Regions from separate parts of the Mus musculus genome. Here all the other regions are linked to region 1. A link is a contact called in public HiCAR-type and promoter capture Hi-C data. All regions are on one chromosome and are shown on one strand. Each heading gives the region's core, a stretch centred on a gene start, on an enhancer-like site or on the middle of the called end of the contact. The rest is flanking DNA. Distances are from core to core; before and after follow the strand shown.

What was found. Promoter capture Hi-C pulls out the DNA fragments that hold promoters and counts their contacts. HiCAR-type assays count read pairs that join an accessible place to other places.
Region 2: a HiCAR-type map of astrocytes shows a contact between it and region 1, with 2.8 times the contacts expected there. The contact joins the enhancer-like site here to the promoter of Ctxn2 in region 1. A contact is called at or near these places in 5 of 39 promoter capture datasets (3T3-L1-derived adipocytes, cranial neural crest, embryonic stem cells and 1 more), 6 of 115 datasets of contacts at active chromatin or transcription factors (astrocytes, embryonic forebrain, embryonic midbrain and 3 more) and 1 of 9 other capture datasets (embryonic stem cells).
Region 3: a contact with region 1 is called in a HiCAR-type map of astrocytes, with 2.6 times the contacts expected there. The contact joins the enhancer-like site here to the promoter of Ctxn2 in region 1. A contact is called at or near these places in 4 of 39 promoter capture datasets (the 3T3-L1 cell line, cranial neural crest, hippocampal neurons and 1 more), 2 of 115 datasets of contacts at active chromatin or transcription factors (astrocytes and embryonic forebrain) and 1 of 9 other capture datasets (macrophages).
Region 4: a contact with region 1 is called in a HiCAR-type map of astrocytes, with 4 times the contacts expected there. The contact joins the enhancer-like site here to the promoter of Ctxn2 in region 1. A contact is called at or near these places in 9 of 39 promoter capture datasets (3T3-L1-derived adipocytes, the C10 cell line, cranial neural crest and 5 more) and 6 of 115 datasets of contacts at active chromatin or transcription factors (astrocytes, embryonic forebrain, forebrain and 3 more).
Region 5: a promoter capture Hi-C map of hippocampal neurons shows a contact between it and region 1, with 4 times the contacts expected there. The contact joins the enhancer-like site here to the promoter of Ctxn2 in region 1. A contact is called at or near these places in 4 of 39 promoter capture datasets (the 3T3-L1 cell line, the C10 cell line, embryonic stem cells and 1 more), 3 of 115 datasets of contacts at active chromatin or transcription factors (astrocytes, embryonic forebrain and large pre-B cells) and 1 of 9 other capture datasets (adipose tissue).

The regions. Positions count from the first base shown.
Region 1 is chr2:125,135,372-125,138,071 of GRCm38.p6, reverse strand. It overlaps Ctxn2 (cortexin 2), which reads right to left and starts at 1,380. Exons shown (of 2, transcript NM_001162934.1): 1 at 792-1,380.
Region 2 is chr2:124,243,272-124,245,971 of GRCm38.p6, reverse strand. It overlaps a transcript of Sema6d not described here. Among named protein-coding and RNA genes, the nearest start is that of 4930583P06Rik, 22 kb to the right of the region's middle. Within about 2 kb of position 1,266, at least 25 of the 459 cell types and tissues checked have an H3K27ac peak or open chromatin away from gene starts, as enhancers often do. A contact at or near this core is called in 3T3-L1-derived adipocytes and astrocytes, where this site is marked.
Region 3 is chr2:124,460,426-124,463,125 of GRCm38.p6, reverse strand. It overlaps a transcript of Sema6d not described here. Among named protein-coding and RNA genes, the nearest start is that of Sema6d, 190 kb to the left of the region's middle. Within about 2 kb of position 1,390, at least 21 of the 459 cell types and tissues checked have an H3K27ac peak or open chromatin away from gene starts, as enhancers often do. A contact at or near this core is called in astrocytes, where this site is marked.
Region 4 is chr2:124,171,643-124,174,342 of GRCm38.p6, reverse strand. It overlaps a transcript of Sema6d not described here. Among named protein-coding and RNA genes, the nearest start is that of 4930517E11Rik, 43 kb to the right of the region's middle. Within about 2 kb of position 1,367, at least 12 of the 459 cell types and tissues checked have an H3K27ac peak or open chromatin away from gene starts, as enhancers often do. A contact at or near this core is called in astrocytes and forebrain, where this site is marked.
Region 5 is chr2:124,489,221-124,491,920 of GRCm38.p6, reverse strand. It overlaps a transcript of Sema6d not described here. Among named protein-coding and RNA genes, the nearest start is that of Sema6d, 160 kb to the left of the region's middle. Within about 2 kb of position 1,315, at least 13 of the 459 cell types and tissues checked have an H3K27ac peak or open chromatin away from gene starts, as enhancers often do. A contact at or near this core is called in hippocampal neurons, where this site is marked.

The DNA of each region.
Region 1 (2,700 bases), core at 131-2,630:
TTTTGAATTAATGATTCGATACTTTGGTAGTGAGCAAGCACATTCAATGTGTCTCTTTTCTTTCATAGCAAACGTCAGATACAGGGCTCTCTAAGTCCTGATGAGTCATAGCATTGGCCCATGGCAGTACCTGTAGATATCAAAGGGCCCTATGTCATGGAGTCACTTTGTAGTTAGCAACAAATAACTGACAACAACAACAACAACGTCCTCTGTGCTCAGTTGTTTACATCATATTATTGCCAGTAACTGACTAAAGAGAGTATTTTTATACCTGCTATGTAACCTTTCGTGTTCATGAGTAAATGTGGTAGGTAAATTTTTTACTGTGAATTATTTACTGATTAGGAGCTATCAAATTCATTTTTCAAAAAACGGTTATTTAATTGCCACAGATTAGCATGCAGTTGCAGAAGCTAATGGTAAAGTGTAGGCACCTCCTAAGAACCTCCCATGTCTTTATTTTAATCAACAGGTTTTCCTTCTTGTTTATTTATCTAGCAATAACATCATAAACATTAAATCTGAAATAGTTATACTTGGAGTGCAAGATGATTGCACTCTAATGAGAGGATACTTGTAATTTTATGAAACAAGACATGCAAACTCAAGCTTAAAAAAAAATCACAAGCTCTTCTGTACAAAAACAACAGACCCTTCATCAAATATAAAGGTTGCTAAATCCTGTTTAAATAAGCAATAGCAGAAAGCACTACTGAGGCCACATCTGTACACAGCTATCATTTAGGAATGGATGTGTTGGAATCAAAAGAAAACCTTAAATTACAAACCCAGATGTCTTCATCATGCTGAAGTGCATGCATTTTGGTTTCCTAGAGTTCCAAAACCTCGGATCTTCAAGAATCTACCCCAAAGCTCTGGAGACGTCAACCTTGAGAGATTTTCCTTAAGAGAACAACTGGCTGGCTCCTCAGACACCCATTCCTTCCAAAGCACTGGTCGATCTGAAAATTCTCAACATGTCTCACTAAAGAAGCCTAGACCATTGCTAGTGTTCTACCTTGCGTTGTCGCCAGTTGCCTTCTACATATTAAACTGCAGGAAGCATGGAAACTTCCTACAAGACACTATGGGAGAAACATCAGCAATCTGTATACACACAACACGTTTTCTTTCTTTCTTTTTTCTTTCTTGACAGCATCAGCAGCTGCAGAGGCATTCGTTTCTTTTTAGAATTTGAGCTCACCAAACCTACAAGCTCTCCCTGCCCCCCACTCGGCTCTCCTGTTTCTAAAATCCAAGAGAAAAAGGACACCTTCTCCTGGGGACTGGCGCTGGAACCCTGTTGGTGAATGCTGAGGAAGGGGGAGAAAGTTACTTCGCAGGCAGCAGGGATGGATGGGCTCACCTTCCATGTTTGTTGCCATGGAGATGAATTCCAGCCAGTAGACTTGTTGGCAGGTTTGTCTGTGCTCGCCGATCTCGGTTCGTGTAAACGGCGTGTTCTGAGGACCTGCGTGGAGTCACAGGACCGTGGGTAGCGCTTTCCTGGCCTACGTGTGTAAATAATGTCTGTGTCTGGGTGAGAGACAGGACACGGGCAGCCGCGGAAGGACCCGTGCGCGAGTGTTTGCAGGAAAATGTGTGTGCATGTGTGCCTTTCTCCGATGTGACAATGTGTAAATATTTGCGAGTATGTAGATGTGAAAGCAACGAGGTGGGACGTGAGATAGGGAAGGGACTAACAGCAGCAACAGGGTCTGGTTTTCAGGTCCGTCAGAAAAAGCAGAGACCAGGGCTCGTTTTCACTCACATCGCATCCTGAAGCTTAGCAATCGGGGTTCGTCACTATTTGTGCATCTTGGGGTAGTGAGGATTTAATTAATTCATTGCGAAAATCCTTGTCTCTGTTATGTCCCCAGCTGTGCCGAAGGCATTTCGCTGTGAGTGGAAACAGCAGTCCCGGGTTGTTAGAAGGCACTAGATTTTTATGTTTCCTTTGATCAGACAAAGGAAAAAAACGGTGTGAAAAGTGCACTGGTTTAACCGAATACTGATGCGTCACTTAGTCTTTTGGTGTTCATTTCCACTACCCACGCCCCCTTTACTCCACCCCACCCCTTCCCGCAGACGCCCTGGAGCTGTCCGCAGTGCTGAAACGCTGAAGCTGACCTCTTTCCTGCAAGAAGATACTGAACTACCATTGTGACAAAACCATTAGGTAGATGCGGTGCAGGTTTTCTAAAACGTGGTTGAATATTCACATTGTAAACAGACCTCACTGGAAGCAAAGCAGAACACGTTAAAGCAACACAGCCACCGGCCCTCTCACCTCTCCTCGAGAGGTTCCTCCACACTCACCTTTAGTATTATTAACAGCCATCATGTTTTGTCACGATTCCCAGAACCTATCCTTGGCACGCACCTGTAGATTCCCTACGAACTTAATTGCTCATCTTATGAACTCTTCAGTCGTTAATATTTGAGAAAATGCAGATACAGAATTTGTACATTATCATTGCTGCTGTTGTTATTTAGTGGAGAACTTGGGCGTGACGATATTTGACAAATTTTATGACTATCTAGAGTATTATCACTTAGGAAATGAAACAGTCTTACAAAGATGTTGCACAGAGTGTCAGCCACAAATGGAATATCTACATCATTTCCTTCAAATCCCAAAGACTATTGAGGGAGAGGAAGAGGAAAGATGATGAGAACCAGAGGGTAGACAAGAGT
Region 2 (2,700 bases), core at 17-2,516, 890 kb after region 1:
GAAAACCAGCTTTTGTTTTAAGCAGTTTCTTGAGTGGCTATTCTTTGTTGGAGACACTGATTTTATACAGAGATAGATGTGTGTGTGTGTCTGTCTTTTCCCCCCACCGATTGAGCAAGGCTTCCCCATGTGGAGAGATTTCTTATCCTTCCATGTGGCCTCACCATTCCTGCCCACCCAGGACTCCTGTGCTAGGATTCTGAAGTCCCTTGCAGTTCCCCATCCCAAACACCACCCTCTGCTTCTCTTCTTGCAGCAGAGTCACTCAGCAGTATGACAGCAATCACTTCTTATTTCCATCCAGTTGCATTACTGGGAATTACTGAATTTCCCCCATGAGGCCACTTGGGCCCATTTCCTGATGGCTCCAATCTGACAGCCAACCCCTGAAATCATTTCATGTTATTAAGAAATAAATTTATTATCACTGAATAAGTTATATATTTGATTCAAAGTTCAGGCTAAATGGAAAATTAGATTATTACTATCTTCCTGCAAAGATTTTATTATTAATTTGTTCATCTGAAATTTAATAATTTCAGGCAAGTCAAATAAATTATTTACGATTGTATTTTACCCCAAGATACAAATCCTGCATATCCCTAGGCTTTCAATTTCTCTTCATATATTGATACTTTGGAAGTTGAATTGCAGAAGGCAAAAGAAATATAGTAGAAAGTAAGGTCACTGATCATCAGAGATCAGGAACCAATTACTATTTTAAGACCGGGTGTTTGTTTAAATTATCACTGTAATAGAGAAACAATAGATGACTTCATATCTAAATCATGCCCCTGATTCCATCATGGGAGAAACCAGAAGCTGTTTAATTTCTGAGTCACATATCCACAAGGGGTCAACAGAGGAATTTGTGGGGACTGCTGTTATTTAACATATTTTACCTCACAGCAAGGCAGGCACCTTTTAAGTACACATTTCTGCCCATCTCCACAGCAACAAGTAACCTAATAGAGAGCCACTCTCCCCCGATTCCATTGTCTGTGGAGAGTTGTTTATCTTTCTTTAGCAAGCTCTGCAGAAAGAAGAGCAGTTTTCCAAAACTCAGATGAACAATTTGGGCTTACGAAGTAGCATTTTGGTTTTCTCACAGTAGCAATTTTAGGCGACACCAGTGCTTGGCCAGAAAGCTGAACACAAGTTATAAACAACCATTCATATAACCACTGGGTGGACATTGTGATGGAGCCAACTTTTCTGTGCAACATCTCCATTGTGAAACCAGTTTGGCATTTGGTTTGTAAAAGGAGAAGGCAGACTGAGTGTGTGGGTCAGGGGGCAGTGGGGGTGCTGATGTGGACTTCTGGCTGTGCTCAGTAGACTGGCATGAGGTAGTCAGCTGAATTAGCTATATTCAAATGCAGGTCAGTTGGGATAATAAAAGGAAGTTAGGAGAAGTTACTTGGTAGGTAACATCAAAGGAAGAGCAGAAGAGATCTGAATGAGGGAACTGAGCAGAGTATGCAAATCTTGGAATGTAATATCCATGTGTTCCATTGTCTACTAAGCCTGTGTCTCTGAAAACAACACAAAACAACAAAACTGTTCAGGTACTTCTAAAATACTGGCCCATTTTACATATGCTTGTTAATGGTGTCTTCTGTTTGAAAACATTCAATCCCATTTTAAAGAAGATGTCTTCTTTATACAGCCTGTGTCTGTAATTGTTCGTGTAAACCATGGAGAACTGCATGGCTAGAACAGGTAATCTAAATGATTCAGACTCAATATAGAATGAGCTTGGGCTCACACACACACACCACTGACAGCAAAGCAGCATTCCTTTTCCCCATTTCACACCTATTAATGCAATAGGGCATAAATATATAATGACTATTGTCTTTTAAATTATTTCCAATGCATTATAAATTCTCATCCACACAACTTATTAGTAGAATAAAATTATATTTGCCATGCGTCCATGGTCATTTAATTTTCAGCAGACTTATGCAAGTAAATCCACATCCTTCTCTTTGTCTTCTAAGAATTAGGTCTGTAACTAGGTCAATAGACCAGTTCTTTTCTGAAATGTGGGGAAACTGAATTTGACTCCTCTTTCAGTCTCCCATGGCCTGGTATGACATCATCCTCTTGGCTCACACACAAGATAAAATGACTGAAACGTACAAGATATCCACCAACATCACAGTTTAGCAGGCACACTGAAAAGAAGAAATAAATCAAGTGGCTATCCTTGGAGATAAGAGGAGAGGAGCTGATGCAATAGAAGCTAACAGACTTTGGAAGGGAGCAGAAAGATGGAGAGGAAGGAAGAAATTGAAGGAAGGGAGAGGGGCAGGTCCAGGAGGTAAGCTCAAGGCTCTACAGCCAACCAGTGTGCACTTGAGAGCCTTCTACCCAAGAGCAGGTCTGCACAGATTCTTCTACCCAGTTTCCTGAACTTTCTTTCACATTCATGCCTCTCTCTTCCCAGATTCTGCTTTGAAGCATTTTAGGGGTCCAGCCAGTTTGGGCTTTCAGAGCATTTGAACCACTTAGAGACTTGAGGTTTTTAAATGTTAGACACTTACTGTGGTCCATCTGCTTTTCATCTCAGGGGGCAAGACCAATGAACCACAGCTTAAAAATCAGAAGAATGGCACAGAGTACAAGCTGTGAGTGCAAAGGTGAAAAGAGGCGAACTTCTCTATGGCAGAGAAGAAAGCAGAAGCCAGTCTGGGC
Region 3 (2,700 bases), core at 141-2,640, 670 kb after region 1:
CTCTGTCTCTGTCTCTCTCGCTCTGTTTGTGTGCATGCACGCGTGCGTGCGTGTGTGTGTGTGTGTGTGTGTGTGTGTGTACATTGTGTAAGGCTTGTCTCTTAATGCTACACTAGACAAAAGCCTTTTCCTGAAGGCTGATCTCACCGAGTCAGCAAAACAGGAGGGAAAGCAGTAGATACTTTTCTGTATGTGTATTATGCTGCAAAAATTAAAAACAACACAGTAATGAACAAATTATTTCTTTTTTTTTTTTTTTTTTTTTTTGGTTTTTTGAGACAGGGTTTCTCTGTGTAGCCCTGGCTGTCCTGGAACTCACTCTGTAGACCAAGCTGGCCTCGAACTCAGAAATCCGCCTGCCTCTGCCTCCCGAGTGCTGGGATTAAAGGTGTGCGCCACCACGCCCGGCGAACAAATTATTTCTAAGAGTAGTTTATATAGTTGAAATCATCTCTAAGCTGCACTGAAGACACTTTTGCTCACAAGGAACCAATCACTCTAAGAGTAATTGTGTAGTCACTCCTTGGAGATAGCACCCTGCGTGGCCTTGTATTCAGAGATAGACAGCAACTCGTGACAACTTCACGCCCTTATAGAGCCAACAGTAATGTTGGTCTGACCCACAACCAGTGTGTGATCTGGGTTCTGACTAATTCTGCTTCTGTATACCTGGCTCAGTATTAGAAAGCAAGTTCGTTCCAACCAGAAAAGAGATGGGGCTTGTTTTTCAAGGACATTTTGTTAGAACAAAGAATTGTTTTGGTTTGTTAGTTCTAGGTAAAGATCAGGAATGTATTTGTTGAACACACACATGCGCGGGCACACACACATGTACACACACATACATACACATGTGTACACACACATATATACATGTACACACACATACACACATGTACATGTGTACATACACACATGTATACACACACAAACATGGACCCACATGCCCATGTACACACAGATGCACATGTTTGTTTATCATCAGACAACCAATTCTGAGACCTCATAGTTTCATAATTTAATCAATATTACAATTTTTCTATTCCTTACCAAACAATGCTTTTACAAAACTTCAGTATTTGTGGTTTCGATGATCATTACCAGTGAGGCACATGGAAGTCTAAGTATGCCTAAACCACAGTGGCTAAGAAAAATTGTGCTTCAGTGGTTTTTCAAGAATCCTTCTGGGCCACAAAACAGTTTCAAGCATCTGATATTCAACTTTCTCAAACCCACATTAGGCTGGTCATGGCTCTGGGATGTTTGTAAGTCACTCTGTAATTGTAAATAGTTCATCAAATTCACTGCAGAATTCAGACTTGCCCTCTGACTTTATGTACTGCTCTGAACTCAGGAATTCTCTAATCAGTGAGGAGAGCATTTGCAATTGGCATTCTCCCGGCCAATGGCCATGGTGGCCGCTTGAATACATTCCAGAAACATTTGCCTCTGAAAATATCCTTTGTCTTGTTTTCAAATGCTTTCTCCTAAAGTGGCCTCCAGGATTTTCCCACCCAGTTATAAAGTGAACATAGCTATGCTAAGGCTCAAATGTACTTCCAGTCAGAGGAATGAAGCAAGATTTCCCACTAGAAATGCTCTCATGACTCTTGTCAGTTTAAAACAATCAGAGCAAGTGTGCAAGATAAGACGGAAGCCCCAGTTTGTGGAAGGGCAGGAGTGCAAGGGAGGGGCCTCAGATCATGTTTTCTGTCTTGTACCATTCCACACTGCCCACACACTAACATTTATGTCAGTGTTGGTTCTGCATTTATGATTCAAACACTTTTTAGCCCAGATGAATATTTGGGAGAACATAAAACTGTCTGCACTTTAATGACTCTCTTTAGATTGGCTACATGTATGTAGGCTTTCTTACAGTGTTGGGCTACACTATCAGACATCCTTGCCTCTTCTGACTGGCTGAATCATTAGGTTGGGCTGTCCTGTTTCTTTTGGCCATAACTTATCCCTTGGGACAGCACAATCGAGGACTGCTGTAAAGTACCCAGTCTGTCTTCTATCACGGGTCACTGTCTGGCACAAAAGCAGCTGTGGCTTTTAGAGTGGAGGGAAGATCATGGGGTCCAGATGAGAACCAGGCCTGAAACTTCAGGGGCCAGCTGAGCTAAGAGCAGGGCAAACCTAGACCAGAAACTCTAGTTTCATCTGCTGCAGACCGGATGATCTCAAAGTCAAGTAGTTCTCTCCTTCTCAGTCAAAGACACAGTGGAAACAGTGAAAAGCCAAAATAGAACTTCACTGATCTGGATCCAGGCATTCTTAAATATTTACATTTAAACAAAACAAAACACACCCCAAATCCCTATAATTGTTCTGTTCACAAGGTAATTACAGGATTTGCAGCAAGTTGCCTACTGTGTGGCTCAGTCTAAGCAGCATAGCCTGGTTGTGGGTTTCAATTTACGTTGAAGCCTGAACTATTTTTTCAAATGTCACTGGTGGACCCCTAATTGTGCATATCACCTCTCTTGAGGATAACATCAAAGGCCTGATCCAGGTGAATCATGGCTCAGTGGACCACCTGCTTTGGGTCAAGGCACTCAGAGCCAGCATGAGGGCCAGCGAACACAGAAATGCCTGCGTTTCTCCAAATAACACAAGCAAATAATACAACGGGGATCAGACAAGGGCGTAAGATTGAGATGAGGCCACATAGGAGGCTGAAGGTTTGATGTT
Region 4 (2,700 bases), core at 118-2,617, 960 kb after region 1:
GCTACAACTATTGTGTGCTGATCCAGAAAGAAGAAAATGGAGAAGAAATATTGGAAGATGGTTATAGTTTCAATAAGAATAGTCACAAGAGGCCCATCAGCACATTGAGATACCATCAAGTATTAATAATGACAGCAATAATGGGGTAATAATATGCAGTGTTTGGATAATGGAAGACAGTAGATTGAAAATTACCCAGTCATAGATAGCAAAGACACAGGAGAAGACCATATATAGTTAGACCTAATGGTAAACTCCGTCCAGTGAAGGTGGCATCCCTGTAAAAGGAAGATGTTCATTCTCTGGTGGAGATGAGAGGAAGAGGCAGACAGGGTTCAGGAAGGACGTCAGTCAATCTTCAGTCCTATCCCAGACTATGTGGGTATGACAAGTCCAGTGTGGAATTCTTCCCTTGTTTATAGAAGTGGTTGAGAGATCTTGAAAGTGAAAAGCTGAGGCTACAGTGAGCAGAACTGTGCCCTTGGACACAGGTTTCATCTCTGAACACTGAGGTAGCATTTCTTGTATAGTCTTCCATACACTAGGAGACCCTTCTTTTCTGGCCTTTTCAGAAACTCCAGTTGGATAAGCACATTGCCATGGTCTTCTAGCTTCCATCTTAGATTCATGGTTTTTCTTTTTATGTCTCTGCCAGCTGTTACTGGATGATGATAATCATGATATGGTCTTTTCTCCCTGCAGAACGGAAGCCACTGGAGACCTGGGAGGGCCTGAGTAGACATCACTAAATATCCCATTATTAAAACAAATGAACACCCTACTCTAAGATTAGGACAGATATATAAGCTGTATGATATGGTCAGAAGAACAGAATAAAGTATGAATTTCTAAAGCCATGGTCATTTTTACTATATTACTTCAATGTCTAAGTTATTCAAGTAAGTTATATGACACTGACTGCTTAAAAGGGCATTTACATCTGAAAAATACAAGTATGAATATAGATGAATATATATGAGTAAATTGATTTATGTGTTATAGCACATTAACTAAATATGTTATTTCTAGCCATATAAATAAAAAGGATTTAAGTTTATATATTTAGTCCTTAAAGTATCTCAATTACTATTTAATGAAAAGAAATTCTCTTTTATGTTTAATAATGTCATTCTATCTACACAGAATGATTCTCCACCTCCTAGTTTCTCAATGTTTCTCTTCTTCTTCCACTCCAGTTAAGTTCTCATAGAACGGGTAGAAGTCATCGCCCTTTGAGCCCATAATACTGAAAGTTAAATGAGACATTCTCATTTTATTTTTATGAGAAAGAATGTTGTGAATGTTGTATTGTTTTCAGATCTGGGTTGCTACTTGGCATGCCGAGGGGGCCACAGTTGACCCTGGTAGGCTCGGCATTCCAGCTCCACTTGAAAGCTTCGCAGCAATTCCTGTGATTTCTGTTATGCGTTTGGCTTTTACTGGCAAGATGAATGCACCCTTGTGTTTCTTAGATGAAAATAATTTTTTTTCTCTCTGTCAAATGGGCAGCATGTTGCCAGAGGCTCTAAGGAGCTGCTTCCTCCCCAGGATCACCTAGTGAATCTTTACTTAAAGAGCACTGAACTGCCTTTGTCTTGTTACAGGCAGTTAACATATCTGATAGAAGTCTACCTTTCCCAGGCAACAACTTCAGCTTTCCCAGGAGGAAGCTATAGCAATGTGCTCCTTCTTATTACTCTGAGGCTGCCACCACAGCATTCCCAGGCCCAACATGGGAGGCAGAATCCAGGCTGCACAGGGTATGTGGGCTCCCCTCTCATTTTCTCCACCTTCAGTCGCAGTCTAAACCCCTGACTTTTATTGTCCTGGTGTTCTTGTTAGCCTCTCTACCCCTTGAAGCTTTATGCTTCTGAAGTTTCTGCAGGATTGAACACAATCGGTTCTCAATTCGCTTCTCTAGAAGCAGCAGTAGCCCCAGAGGAGAGCCAGCTTCTCTCAAATGCTCTTGCTTTCCTGAAGACAGAACACGTTTTCCCTTTCACTGAACATCTAATCCCCTAGTTCTTTGTTATCACACTGTTTCAAGAGAAAAAATTACATTACTTAGAGAATATAAATCCCGAAAAACAAATGCTTGGATATGAATTTAGTTCACCCTTTCCATCTCTATTTTGGTATGATCTGTTGGCACCCTATCAGCCGGCATAAGATTTTCATTTTATCTGCATCTTGGGTCCAGCTATTGGGTTTCCATCTTTTTTTTTTTTAAACCCTCCCCTCCCTTTCAACTCCAGGTTGCCCAGCAACTTCAAACAGCTGGTTGCCAAAACAGGAGAAGTAAATGGGATTAACTCTGGAGGAAACTAATTGAAGAAAGCATTAGTACACTATGCCGCCAATCAGGATTCTTCCAATAGTTGCTGATCACTCAGTACTCTGCTGTCTTAACTGAGCGTGTGGACTGTGCTGTGTACAGGTGGAAGGACTGCCACCAACTTGTAATTGTCAAGGCAGTAGTGACTGCAGCTACCATATTAACACCAGCACCAGCTCTCTGCTGGAGAAAGGGCATAATGTCAGGTCATGTGTCTTCCCTGGCTCACTCCACTCCTGCACATGCATTCACTGGCTCACTCCATTCAGTGATTACTTTTGCGACCACCATAGGCCACTATAGAAGTTCTGTGAGCTTAGCTGTGAGCCAGTCCTTGGTTACAAGCTTAGCACCCTTCTCCTCAA
Region 5 (2,700 bases), core at 66-2,565, 650 kb after region 1:
ACCCTAGATGTGTATACAGAGAAATGGCTGTTCTAGGCCTCTATTACTATTTAAATAAAAACATTTTTTTAAACATTCAATGAAGATTAGTATTAGGAAGTCTCACACTTTCTTCCTGTTTCATTACTATTTATTGTTATAAACTTCGACAGCCTTGAAAATATGCCTTCACTGTTTTTCTGTGTCTTTATATATATTTTTAATAAGGTCTTGCTGTGTAGCTTGGGCATTCCTTGAGCCTGCCATCATCCAGTCTTTACTTCGTGAGTGCAGTAGATAATAAGGTCTATCTTTCAGTTTTCAGGATCTATGCAAATGACAGCATGGAAACAGCCAGAGGTGACGTACAATTTTAAAGAAACAGTATTTTCTAGACAGAACAGGGCTGATACACATATGAGATTACAGAGACTGTGACACCACAAACATGAAAAACTCCAGGCAGGCCAAATCACAGCGTGGAGGAAGGGATGAAGGCACAAAATCGCAGCCCCAGCGAAGATGCTATTCACAAACATTAGCTACTAGGAAATGGAAGATTAGTTTTCTTCAGTGGTGTGACCCTGGGCATCTCCACCCCACTCCAGGGCAGGCCTCATGCTCAAGACTAGTTGGTCAGAACAGATTTTGGCTCCATGATTTCTTCTCTCTCTCTCTCTCTCTCTCTCTCTCTCTCTCTCTCTTTCTGTGTGTGTCTATATTCGTTTTACCTTTTAACATTTTGTTTTGAAAGGGAGAGAAAGAACAGAGTTGGGTGGGTAGGGAGGGCTTGAGAGGAGTTGAAGGATGAAAAAGAATATGCTAAAATTATACTGTAGGAAAATTTCAAAGAATAAAAATATGGTTAAGATTTAAAAAAAAAGCAATTTTGAGTACAAGCAGGTGCTTCCACACCTAGCATAAAAAATATTTGTAAAAAGCCCCCAATATCTAGTAGAGTTTATCTTACTTGTTTCCCCCTACGATCTGAAAACTTAACAGTTTCTAAAAGTAACATGGTGAATAAGAGAAGATGTTAAAAATACTAGTCTCTATGTGTAGACAGAACCGTAATTAATACCTAGGAAGCCAGATGCTCTACAGAAAAGATGCCTCTATTTTCCAATTAACACATGGTGAGTTTTACATTTTTCAATTGGAAGCCCAGCCTCCGAACAAGCAAGGCGTCCAAATGTACTGCACACACACGTAGCTTCAGAGAGACGTCGCACACTGTAAACACACCCCATCTTATTAGCTTCAGAACTGCTCTCATTATAAACAGACTCGCTTATCCGTCCTCCTTCTGATGCACATGAAGCAGAACTTGGATGTGTGCCCTCTTGAAAAAAACCGATTCCTGCCTTCACCAACCAGATGGTGCACATCCTCTACACCCAGTCCTCGATGGGAATCCAAAGGGGTTTCTATTGTGTTCTATAATATGATTAGTAAATCCGCAATAGCGTGTTCTTACAGAGACTTCTGGAAGTTAGACAACTTGGCTAATGTGGTCCTGCAGAGTTGGATAGAAGGCCTCATGCAGCCGAGGAGTCAGGGCTATGAGGAGGGGCTTCTGCTTTTTAATTCTTCCAAAATAGGCTGCAGTGGAGGTGTGGGGCCCTTCCACATTGGCTCACAAAGAAGCTGTCTTCTGTCTTTGAAACTTAGAGACAAAAAGTCTGCTGTCTCATAAAAGGGCTAATCAAGCAAGAAAGCCTCTCTCTCATCCCCTCCCTCCCTTCCTTTGCACCCCCCTCCTGGTCTGATCCTGCCATATCATATTTGTAGTAGTCTTCATTCACCAGCACCACCAGCAGAGACAACACCCACTTCTAACTACTATTTGAATGTAGCACTCACCACAACAGAAAAAAATGCCATTCTGAGTTTAGCCAACAAATTGGGGAATAGTATACTGTCTCATACCTTGGAGATGGCTCTGTCTTGGTAGAATCTAGAAAGGAGAAAAGACAAATACATGCATTAGTGTTTTATTACTCCTGATTTTTGAAACCATGGAACTGAATTAAACAAATATAGTTTTTCTAATAATTTAATGAAACAGCTAATTTCTCCACTTAATCTAACTATTTGGGAACCATTGGGAGTGAGGGGGAAACATTTGGGGGCAAGGTTAGAGGAAGCATGCACCAAGTGTAAATACCATGTCAGTCTAGGCATTGGAATTGTGAAATAGCATTTTGAGGCAAAAAAAAAAAAAATCATACACACACACACACACACACACACCCAACCAACCAACCAGCCAACCAACCAACCAACCAAAAAAAAAAAAAAAAAAAAACCCTTTGACAGCTTGAAGATTGCCTGTCAACTGAGTCTTATGTATCCTATTGCTCTTCACAGATCAGAGGAAAAAAAATTCCTCTGTGTTAAGACCCTGTTCACCAAATGTAGCATCACAAATCAGTCTCTGTACAGTAGTCTAGTTTAGCAGTAAGGCTATGCTGGTCATGTGACAGCAGCATGGACTCGGCATAGGTCACATCCTGTGACCCGTGCCATTCTGTAGACCTGAGTGTGAAGAAAAGCTTTTGAGTAGCTCAGTGTAACGCCTCTGCTGAAGTTTGATGCTCAGTTCAGCCGAACATCGCATCTTCTTCTTACTTTGCTTTTCAGGAGCTCTCTTTTATATCCTGAATCTGTGTGCATTTCAACTGGGGCTAGAAAGATTTAATTAAAAATAACTCCATCACC